2 separate regions of the Anser cygnoides genome follow, and region 1 is linked to region 2. Evidence: chromatin contacts called from public Hi-C data. All regions are on one chromosome and are shown on one strand. The core of a region is the stretch at or near the end of the contact, and the rest is flanking DNA. Distances in the headings are between cores, read along the strand shown. Region 1 overlaps LOC106038206 (cytochrome P450 2K1-like). Region 2 holds the start of LOC106038195 (zinc finger protein 11-like).

Region 1 (5,461 bases), core at 2,744-5,243, 79 kb before region 2:
ACATAGTCTCTTGCCACAATGTAATGTCTTTCTTTGTTCATTGTGTAGGAAAGCCCTTTGATGCTAGTAAAATAATTAATTCAGCAGTTGCTAACATAATTGTGTCAATATTACTGGGAAAACGATTCGACTACAAAGATTCCAGATTTATAAGACTTCTACAGTTGACCAATGAAAGCGTGAGGCTTGCTGGGAAACCTTTGGTTACGGTAATGTTAAACAATTTTATGTTGCTGTTCTACTGGATGCCATGGGAACATAGTAACATGGGTAGTCTATTGTTTGTATTAAACAGAAAAATCTGAGATACCGAGAGATAATAGGTTTACAAGCACTTCCTGGGGCAAAACAAAGCTTAAGATAAAATGTGGCAATCTTAAAACCCACAACCAAACCCCAATCTCTCAAAGACCTACTTAAACTATAGTTTGATGAGTGTTAAATCTGGACTGAAAAAATCAGACTATTCTCCCATCTCCCTTGCTCTGAGACATTTTCTCCCTTGTGACTGAATTGTTTGCAGAGTACTAACATAAAATGGGTGTGAGAAAAAAAATAAATAAATAAAGTAAAATAAAATAATATAAAATAAAAAGATAGAGGACAAGAGATATTAGTGAGTTTAATTTTCTGTGAGATAACTTTCCCAGCACAATGTATTGTTCAGAAATTCGGATGCTTGTGTTGGTACAGTCAAGTTTGGTATGAGGAAAGGAACACCTGAGAAGGGAAGGCAACAAGGCTTGTCGTTTTTTTTTGTTAATTTGTTTGTTTTTCTGGCAGCAATGCTGACCGAAATGCCTGCTGAATTGGTCTTTAAGAAAAGCAATGAAATCCTGTAAGCTGCTGCCTGTCAGGGAAAGGGGAGCACTGGGTTGTCTCCCAGCTTGGTAAATGCAGCAGTCATGATACACCATCAGGGAAGGTGTCTAAACTTCCAGTATATAGACCGTGACGATTTTTCTAGACAGAAGACAGTTGCGACTTTTTAGCCTAGAGAAGAGAAGGCTTGGGGAGAGGACCTTATCAATGTCTGTGGATACCCGCAGGGAGGTGCGGAGAGGCCGGAGCCGGGCTCTGCTCGGCGGTGCCCAGGGCCGGGCCCAGAGGCCCCGGGCCCAGCCCGGAGCCCCGGCGGCTCCCCCTGCCCCTCAGGCAGCACCGCTGGGCCGGGCGGGTGCCGGAGCCCTGGCACAGGCTGCCCCGAGAGGGGCCGGGGGCTGCTCCTTGGAGAGCTCCCCGAGCCCAGGGACGTGGGGCTGGGCACCCTGCTGGGGGGGCCTGATAAGGTCAGGGGGGACCAGAGGGGCCCTTAACCATTGTGTGATTGTGTATGATTCTGTAACCCTTTTAACTCCTTCAACAACTAAAACAACAACAACAACAACAACTCATTTCTGCGAGCTCAAAGTTAATTATTCAACAGGAAAAAAAAAAAAAGGAAGAAGAAAAAAAATCTCTTTAGAGCTGTTACTCCTCCCTTGGTCCAATTCCAAAGATCATGGCAGAAAAGGACAGTCAGGGCCATGGACCATGAATAACTTTTGCGGACACGATCTTCTCCCAAATACTCTTATCTGAGAAAGCAGAGATCTATCTCTACACACACATCTTGTAGTGCATGACCAGCAAGCCCAGCATTCTCCCAAAATGTTTCACACGTATAGTGACAGGGCAACACAGGACACCCTCTCAGAGCATAGGACGGGGAGAAGCTACAGAGTTCATGGTCTACCTGTACAAGAAGAATACAGAATATATTTTTGCATGCTTCTGCTACACAGAAATGTCTCAATGGGTAATAAATATGCTCAGCTAACTGCATGCAATGCTGCCACACACCAGGTTCACTTCTCTCCCTTTGGGCTTTGAAACAGGAAAAAATGTTAACAGAAGAGCTGGCCAAAATAATATAAATAAATAAATAAATAAATAAATAATAATAAAAACTTGCTGGACAATATTTCAGTTAGCATGTGGTATAGGTTCTTTTTTGTACAAACCTGAAGTTTCACGATTTTTAGACATTTCACCAGCTGCACAGATCCCACTGTATACATCTGTGCAGTTCTGCTTCCATTCATCAGATGACAAGGATTTAACATACCGCCATTTATACTGTTGTAACAGTGGCAAAGCACAGCTTTTTATTCCAATTTCTTCCTCATATTTTGAAATATGATCCATATATGCCTGTGTGGTGACACAGACTAAGAAAACGCATGTGAAATAACTGGTAGTCTTTGAATTTTTGCGGTTACTTGCTGCTTTCAAGTGATGGTAGAGGTGGTCTGCAAGGAGGGAAAGGTTGTCAAGAACATACAAGGAGCTACACAATCAGTCCAAAGGTCTGTCCCACCACTGTCTCCTGCTGGCCAGCTGCAGATGTTTAAGTCACACCTATGCTTCTCCTGCAAAATAGTCTCTCAGCTTCCAGTAACTTGGGGCTGAGAGGTTTCCTTGGTGGATTTTCAACCATGAATTCATTCAGCCATGTTCTAAAGAAGAAAATATAAAGTCTTCGGTTTTGTATCTGCAAAATGGGCATGATATCATTTATTTGTTCCTGTAAAATGTTTACAGGCCTTTGGCTGGTAAATTTTATCTAATGCCTTTCCCTCCTGTAGATGTACAACATCTTCCCATACCTTGGATTCCTCCTAAGGGCTAACAAGACTCTTCTCAAAAATAAAGATGAATTCCATGCTTATGTGAAAGTTACTTTTATAGAACATCTGAAAACTCTGGACAAAAATGATCTAAGAAGTTTTATTGATGCTTTCCTTGTTAAACAGCAGGAGGTAACTGAATCTTCTTTTCATTTCTTCAAACTTTTATGGTTATATGAAGACACTTACTATTACCTTTGAGTCCTAATAATTATAGCTATATTTCCTAACATAAATCCTTTTAAATTTATTTAATTTCTTTCTTTTTATTTACTTTTACAGTTTACCAAAGCTGCATTTTTCCATCTGCTCTGTCTATTGTCCTAGCTCTTCTGACTCTTTTAAAAACATAATGCATTACACAACAACCTGGGCTCTAGTGGGACCCTTATTTGCGGCTGTTATAGATCTTAGTTACCTTTTTCATACAGAAAACAGCTCTCTTTGCAGCTGGCCCCAGTAAGGGCAGAGATCATACAAAACATAAAACTTCTTTCAACACTCTTCTCTGGGTACAAGCCCAAAGCTCTTTTTCTTTCACACTTTTTCTTAAAATTCACTTTTAGTAAATATTTAGCTATCTATATTGCATTTTCCTATGGAAAGCTATAAGTTTTCATCTTTTTACCTCAACCACTCCTTTCCAGGAGAAATCCACTTCCAATGGGTATTTCCATAATGACAACTTGCTAAGCTTGGTGAGCAATTTGTTCACTGCTGGCCTTGAGACAATTTCCTCCACACTAAACTGGAGCCTTCTGCTGATGCTCAAGTACCCTGAAATTCAGAGTAAGTGGTTTTATGACAGACGCTCTTACGCTCGGGAACTGAACAGGACCCTTGAGGGTCAACATATCTGTCAACGCATCGAGTTTAAAAAAGCCAATACTTTCAGTTAATTATTATCCAAGTATCACTATGCCCTGTGGTTGAGATCCAGTGAGGGGCACATCGGTCAGCCTAGCAGTAGATTATAGTCAGATTTTATATTGGCCAGTTTCTCATTAGTTGGAAAAACAGCCATGTCCTGTGTTGGGCAATGAAATTGTTCCAGATTTCTTTCAGAAACACGCTGTTGGCAAACCAAATGCCTATGCAGACATTAAATGGATGGTACCTGGTCTTTAAATGCTTGAGGACATTCAGGGAATTGTTTTTCGTTTAACATCTGCAGTCCAGCTTACGTTTCAGGGTTGTTAGGAGTCTAGCAGGGCTTTTGACACAGAACAAGAAATTTCAGGCAGAAGAGAGGCCAAAAAAAAAAAAATATTTTCCTACTCACAGGGAAATCAAAGAGAATCCTGGAAAACATTCACTAAAATATGGTTAAAATGTAGCAAGTCAAGGAAATATGGTTTTCTTCTTCTCTCTCTTGCTCTTTTTTTTTTTTTTTTAACCTTCTCTGGATTGGGAGCACTCTTAAATCTTAAATTATCCATTTAAATTAACCAAATCCAGGTTTCTTAGTGGCAAAGAAATAATCAGACACTGTAAATCTGTCCACCTCCTGTTATTTCTGAAAGAAAAAAAAAAAAAAAAAAAGACTGACAGAATTTATGGTTCTCAGTTGAGGTATTTTATAGTTTTCCATCAGTGAAGCCCAGTATGTCTCAGGGATGAAAGAGTCCTTGTCTGTTTCTTATATTGTATTCCCTCGTCAGGAAAGGTTCAAGAAGAGATAGAGCAAGTGATAGGGTCAAACCCTCCACGAATCGAGCATCGTACTCAAATGCCATATACAGATGCTGTTATCCATGAAGTTCAGCGATTTGCTAGTATCCTGCCATTGGATTTGCCTCATGAGACTACTACAGATGTCATTCTCAAAGACTATTTCATTCCCAAGGTGAGATGCTTACAGGACTGTTTCTTTTAGCATTTCTCCAATCTCAGACATGGTTAATGTGATATATATGAACACTTTTGTGAAGTTACGCAATGGAAGCCAGAATAATCTCTTTGTCCAGGCTGATTTCTTCACATTAAAATCTTACTGTCATTACTGCCAACAAACTATTTTTGCACAGAATAACTCCACTGTCCTGTTTTGCAGGGAACCTACATCATCCCCTTGCTGATCTCTGTCCTGCAAGATAAATCCCAATGGGAGAAACCAGAGATGTTCTATCCTGAACACTTTCTTGACTCCAAGGGAAAGTTTGTGAAGAAAGACACTTTCATGCCATTTTCAGCAGGTACCTTCTGTTTTCCATTTACTACTGTTGCAAGTACCAGTCTTAGGCAATTCATACTAGTGGTTCTTCGTTATTGAAGCCTGGCCTCCCCACACTGCCTTTCTCATGGGACCATTTCACAACTCATTTCTCAGGATGCATTTCTCATAATAGAGAGTAATCACAAATGTCTACTAATTCCTTCAGCCTCTGGTTGTCATCAGTTTCTCTGTATTCAATGATTATAAAATAGAATTTGTAGTGTCTTCTTTTTAAATGTGAGGGAGGCTTTCAGAAAATTCCATGATAGTTTAGGTACGACATTTCTGCTCTATGACCTGGGCATCTTTTTTCTGGCCCTTTTTAAAAGTCCCATTCAAAAAGTCCTCAGCAGTGTCAGCCAAACAAATCTTCATATCCTGTACCAAAAGAGAGGGGTTGCATTATATAAATACCCAAGTTCTCTTTAATATCAATGAATGTAAAGGGGTTGCCTTTGAGTTTCCCACAGAGAGTGATGTTCACCTAAGCTTACACACCTGTATCATTTTCCAAAGCATGAGAGATTCCTATCCTCACAATGACTGCACCTTCCAAGGCATCTCTCCTGTTCTTCAG
Region 2 (5,665 bases), core at 1,815-4,314:
TGTATTAAAGATGATAATAATAATAATCCAATCAGCCCTACACTACTGCTGAAAAGCTTTAGCATGTCTGTGCTTTGAAGCAGAAACATGAAATGTAGCCACATTGTGACCTTGGGGACAATGTTGTTTCTTTGGCTGTTTTCATGATGTTCTCCAAAACATGACATAGCTGAGCCCCTGGAAAAATCAGTTTACATGTGCTCAGGGGAGACTTAGTTTGACAGCTATATTGTCCAGTGTGCTGGCACTGAGCTCCTCCCAGCACAGCTCCTTTTCCCATTTCCCCTTTGATCATCAGGCACATCCACATGTTCTAGGGGGCCCTGCTTGAGCAGGGGGTTGGACCAGTTGATCTCCAGAGGTCCCTTCCAACCTCATCCATTCCGTGATTCTGTGAAGAGTGCACTGGGGCTTAATGTGACTTCGATTCCCTGCTGCATTTCTCTGTGGGCATTTGGTGTTAGAAGGCTCTGTCCCTAAGTGTTACTCATTTCTTTGCCAATGACTAGCTCCTCACTACGTGTTTTCTTCTCTTCCCTCTGGAACAGAGTTTAGTGAGGCTGTTTGGAGGAGAAGAAAAAAAAAAAAAAAGTTTGAAAAAGAGAAAAACAACTCAGCAGGTTTTACAATAAATGAATCTATTTAGTTACTAAGTCTCAGTTTGTTATTACAACATCCTGGATCCCTGAAAGCTGTTAGTCCTACCTCACAGTCCTAAAACAGCCAATAGTGTGCTGACCAACCCTTCTAGGGAGAATTTTTCCCTCTTTACATTAGCTGCTAGACGAATGATTTCTTTCCCAAATCATCCAGTCTTTTTTTTTTTTTTCCCCCAGATGTATTTCTACGTAGCTTCCCCTTTTCCTGCTCTAATTGCCAGACCATAACTGCCCTTACATTACTTTGCTAGGAACAATTGTCTGACTTTTCTTACTCTGAAAGTGACTTTATCTTTTATCCCTAGGGTTTCAGGCTTTTTGCTCAACAAAGATATTTCAAGCTTGATTTTATTTATTTATTTTTGTTACGTGTCAACCCCCAAAATTTCTGAAATTACTCCAGGAGCAGTTGATGTCCATGGCCTGATGACGATCTGAAAGTGCCTACAGCTGACCATATTTGTCTTGAGGTTTAAAACAGTACCTTTTAATGCCTAGGAAGAGACTCGTAGTTGCCACCTGCCAGCATTCACAAATGGCAGGTTGGGCAGGTACCTTTGTGAGTGCTAACAACACACAGCCACTCCTAGAAATGGAAACAGGAGCAGGAGATAGGAGGTGGCATATGCAACAATAGGGCAATAATAGTGCTTAGACAGCAGCAGCAGTCACAGTCTGCTGTAATCAGACTGTGCTCCGCAAAGCAAGGTGTTACGCAAACAAATACAAAAGCAGAGGGCCGCATGTATCCTACCTCCTCTTTGCTTAAAAAATTAAGAATGGAAATAGGTATCAATCTCCCTTCAGGGTGAATATGTAAACCAGAATATTCCCAATTAAGTTGTTTTTTCATTTTCTTCTTTACCTCAGATGCAGACCCAGGTTACAAGAAGCATCAGCTGTCTGTGTTGTGACGAATATCCCTTTCAGCTGTTAACCACTGTGCTTTTAAAATGCAAGTCTGGAATAAGCTCAGGAAAAACGATTCAGCAAATGTCTGAGACGCACAAATCACTGTGAGATATCAGTGTACATACACATCACTGAGGATTCAGACATGACTCATAGCCCAAAAAGTAATCTTATTCACAGTAGATTTCTTGCAGGTTAGTCTCTTTTTCATAGCTGGGTTTTGTGCATTTTGAGACACCTGCTAATGAGAACAACAAATGTGTGGGATATTACCTTTTGGCTTTGATAATCACAACTGATGTGATGTATTTTTCCTCCTTATTTTCTATTTGAAATTCAGATCTTATCTGCCTCCCTTTCCACAGGAGGTGTTCTGGACTGGCTAAACTGGGACAGGATTATTTGCGATCTCCCATGTATTTTTATTTTTTTTCGTTGCAGAGCCTTAGACTGAACTCGTGGCTGCAGAGCCCTCTTGTGGCGATTCAGCCAGTTCTGGCAGGAGGACTCTGGTACTATTTTTTGATTGTTTTTCCCCGTAGGAAGAAAACAAGATTGTTCTATGGATTGCTGTGACAAGCAAAAGTCCAGGACAGACATCCAGCCCATCCTGGCAGCTGCTTCTCACAAACTTTCTAATTATGTAAGAGATTCCCTAATTCCTTGAGAGTTGAAACACAGAAGGCAATATTCCTCTCAACTTTGCCTAAATCAAGTAGGAGTTTTCTCGTTTGTTTGTTTTTGATAAAGTTTCTGCCTAGAGGCTTTGTTGCTTCTATTTGAAAATATAGCCATGCCACCTGCACCGCACAGACTGAACCTATAGGTTGGAATATTGCCTGCAATGGCTGGAGAAAGGCAGGTATTCCAGCCATTTGTTGTTACCTGGAGTTTCATCTCACCGTTTGTTAACAGGAGGCTGCAGCCCTGTGTTCAGGAAGAGCCATCTTGTTTTAAAAGTGAGGGCTTCTAAAATAAAGGCTACCAGCATGCCAATATGTACAGGAAAATCAGTCTGCACAAGTATGTACCTGTAGCATTTACAAGGAACAGAGAGTTTGCTGCCAGCAGCACCTGAGAGCTCATGAGACCAATAGATAACGTTATCAATCTTTTTAGGGCAAACGTTCATTAGATCAGTTGATACGTTATCAGCCTTTTTAGGGCAAAACCGACCAATTTCACTACTGAACCGCTTTTTAGCTCAATTTATTTCCTTTGCTGCCTTTTCTCACAGAACGGATGGGGGCTGACGTTACAAAACGTTTGAACTGCCGGCGGGCGGGCACCGCCCAGCACCCAACCCCTCAGGGAGCCATTTTAGTGACGGGCCGCAGCCCCCTCAGGGAGGCGGGCAGCCCGCCACACGCAGGCCACGCCCCCAAATCCGGGCCACGCCCCCAACCGACCCCACGCCTCGCCCTTGAGGCCACGCCCCCACGCGGCTCCCTCCAATCAGACGATGCCGCCCCCGACCTCCTCCCCCTCCCCTCTCAGAAACTGCGCGCCGAGCGGCACCACTCTGGGCTGTGCGCATGCGCAGTCGGGCCGTTGTGGAGGCCGAGCAGGGTTTGCTCGCTGGTAGCGCGGAGCGGGCTGGGCCCGGGTTGGGTCCGGAGATGGCGGGGGAGCTGGCGGGGCTGGGCCCGGCGGGGCTGGGCCCGGCGGGGCTGAGTCCGGCGGCGGAGAGCGGTACGTGCGGTGTAGGGGGGGTGCGGAACGGCTGGCGCGGAACGGCTGGCGGCGCGGGGCGGGCCGCGCTGGGCTGAGGGGACGGGAGAGGGGGGACGCAATATGGCGGCGGTACGGGAGCGCGCATGCGCAGCGCGCCGCTGAGGGTCTGTCAGGCGCAAACTGCTCCAGCACGGGGCCCCCACGGGCGGCAGCTCCCCCCAGAGACCCTGCTCCTGCGTGGGCTCCTCTCCACGGGCTGCAGCTCCGGCCCGGGGCCTGCTCCTGCGGAGGCTCTCCATGGGCCGCAACCTCCTCCAGGCCACATCCACCTGCTTCACCGGGGGCTCCTCCACGGGCTGCAGCGTGGAGATCTGCTCCATGAAAATCATTTAATTTTTTTTCATAAGTAGTCTCAATGCAGTGTGTTTTTCTCCTCAGAGTCGGATGTCTTTGAAATCATGCTCCCAATTACGATCCTTGTGCTGAGTGATGATGACTGTCTCTGTAATGAGACCGAGGAGCAAACAGTGACTGTTCCTGAGCTGAAGAAGGAGGATAATCAGGAGGCAGGCTTCAGTACCAACATTCTCCTAGAAAGCAACACAGCGCCTTCAGATGCCAGTAGTGGTTTAAGCGTTTCGGAAGGAAAAGAGATTGCTGCAGATAAGGATGATTGTGTGAAATACTCTGAAGAAAAACGGGTTGATGAGAGTTTGTGTAATGAATTGATGTTATCCCTAAGTGATCAGTGTGATGCAAGCAAAGATAAGTGCAATCAAAATGGATTGCCAACATCACCTTTGAAAGCAGACCTTGATGAGATAAATGAAACCAGTGACAGGAAGGAATGTGTTGATAACGACACTTGTCAGAAGATTCCTCTCTTAGCAGCAGCTGACAGTGAGGGTAGAGATGTGACCATCAACACGGGTGAACAGATGATTTTAGCAGTAGTGTGCAAAGATGAAGAAGAACATGCTGATGTTGCAAATGTTCTTTCTGCTGGAAGCCAGGAGAAACAGCTGGAAATCCCCACAGAGATGGAGGCAACTGTTAAAGTGGAAGGTAACTGGTTAATAAGATTAGTGCAGTGGTTGAAGACATCCAGTAAATATCAAGCCTGAAATAGGTGGGAAAACAGGAATAATCCAAAATCATTTATTTTAGATTAATCTTTCTAATATAGATTTTTATTACATGCAGCAGAAAGAGACTGAAGTATGCGTAGTTCTTTCATGGACTGATGTGAAAAATAGTGGAACACCAAGAAATTGGTACTGTTTCACTCTGCTGCACTTTGTGAAAGGGCTGCCTGTGACTAGGGGAAAAAGATCTGAAAATATAAACTCAGGGTACATTTTATTTTCCTCTCAGGTACTAGAAAGGCATAAAGGAGTAACAAGACTACTTGCACTCCTGGCAGACAGGATAGCAAAAGGGACATCATGCATGCACTGTGCAAGTTGCCATCTGAAGAACTGAGCCCTAGTGCAGTTCGGTGGCGGTGCTTTACAGCAATTCTGGCATAAAGCTCTGCATAAAATTTGCATAGATTACACTTGTCTTGTGAAATTCAGAGCTCCTGAGGAAACAAAGAGTGAAAAGATGAAGTGAAAAGGATTTCTTTCCAATAAGAATCCAACAAGGATTTCTTCTCTTAAAACATGATTTAAATATTGGAGGAAGGGTGGGGGCAAATGGGCAGAGACATTAGGAGGGAAGTAGGGATAGGAAAATGTTTTCCTAAGTGAAGGGCATGTATAGCAAGGTGATATACATTAGGGTATTGGGGGTTATTACTACCAATTAATTATGAACATTGGTTGTTGTGTGATACGTCATGCATGTGACTGTTTTTATCCCAATAGATACTGATTCTTCAATGAACGGAAGTAATGAAGCTGACAACAAAACAAGTAAGAGCGGCAAATTTGAAGCCCTGAGTTCAGTTTTGGAACATGGCTTGAAAGAAGAACCTGAACCTACCCAGAGTCATTCTGCTCTGTTTGCAAATAGATATTCCCCTACTTCAGAAGAATTGTTAAAAGATACAGGGGACTTGGAGATGAATGCTTCTATTTCTGCTGAATCAAGTGCTACCGAAGAGCATATTTATAAGTCATTAACACCGTTTTCTAAAAAAAGACATCAGCAACAATATATTGTTTCTCCTCATGAAAGCCCAAATGAAATACAAGGCCAGCAAGAAGGTTTAGCATGGCCCAGTAATAGTCTGAACATCAAACCTTTTTCTGAAGCATCTTGTTCCATAAATAAGCATGAAAAAATAAATTTGAAATGCAGGTTTTGTAGTTCTGTATATAAATGCGCTGCACTTCTGAAGAGACACGTTCATTCAGCTCATAAAGATAAAAAAATTCATAAATGCTGCTTTTGTAAAAGAACCTTCTTCTTTTCTG

What was found. Hi-C and Micro-C count contacts between places; a contact is called where the count stands out from the background.
Region 1: a contact with region 2 is called in a Hi-C map of liver, with 3 times the contacts expected there. The contact joins the enhancer-like site here to the promoter of LOC106038195 in region 2. A contact is called at or near these places in 2 of 7 Hi-C or Micro-C datasets (both in liver).

Annotation. Positions count from the first base shown.
Region 1 is chr3:117,937,358-117,942,818 of Taihu_goose_T2T_genome, reverse strand. It overlaps LOC106038206 (cytochrome P450 2K1-like), which reads left to right. Exons shown (of 9, transcript XM_013184558.3): 4 at 49-209; 5 at 2,628-2,801; 6 at 3,317-3,458; 7 at 4,331-4,515; 8 at 4,723-4,864. Among named protein-coding and RNA genes, the nearest start is that of GLYATL3, 15 kb to the right of the region's middle. Within about 2 kb of position 3,993, at least 2 of the 3 cell types and tissues checked have open chromatin away from gene starts, as enhancers often do. A contact at or near this core is called in liver, where this site is marked.
Region 2 is chr3:117,857,595-117,863,259 of Taihu_goose_T2T_genome, reverse strand. It overlaps LOC106038195 (zinc finger protein 11-like), which reads left to right and starts at 3,064. Exons shown (of 3, transcript XM_048065735.2): 1 at 3,064-3,263; 2 at 3,684-4,310; 3 at 5,114-5,665. The coding sequence starts at 3,107.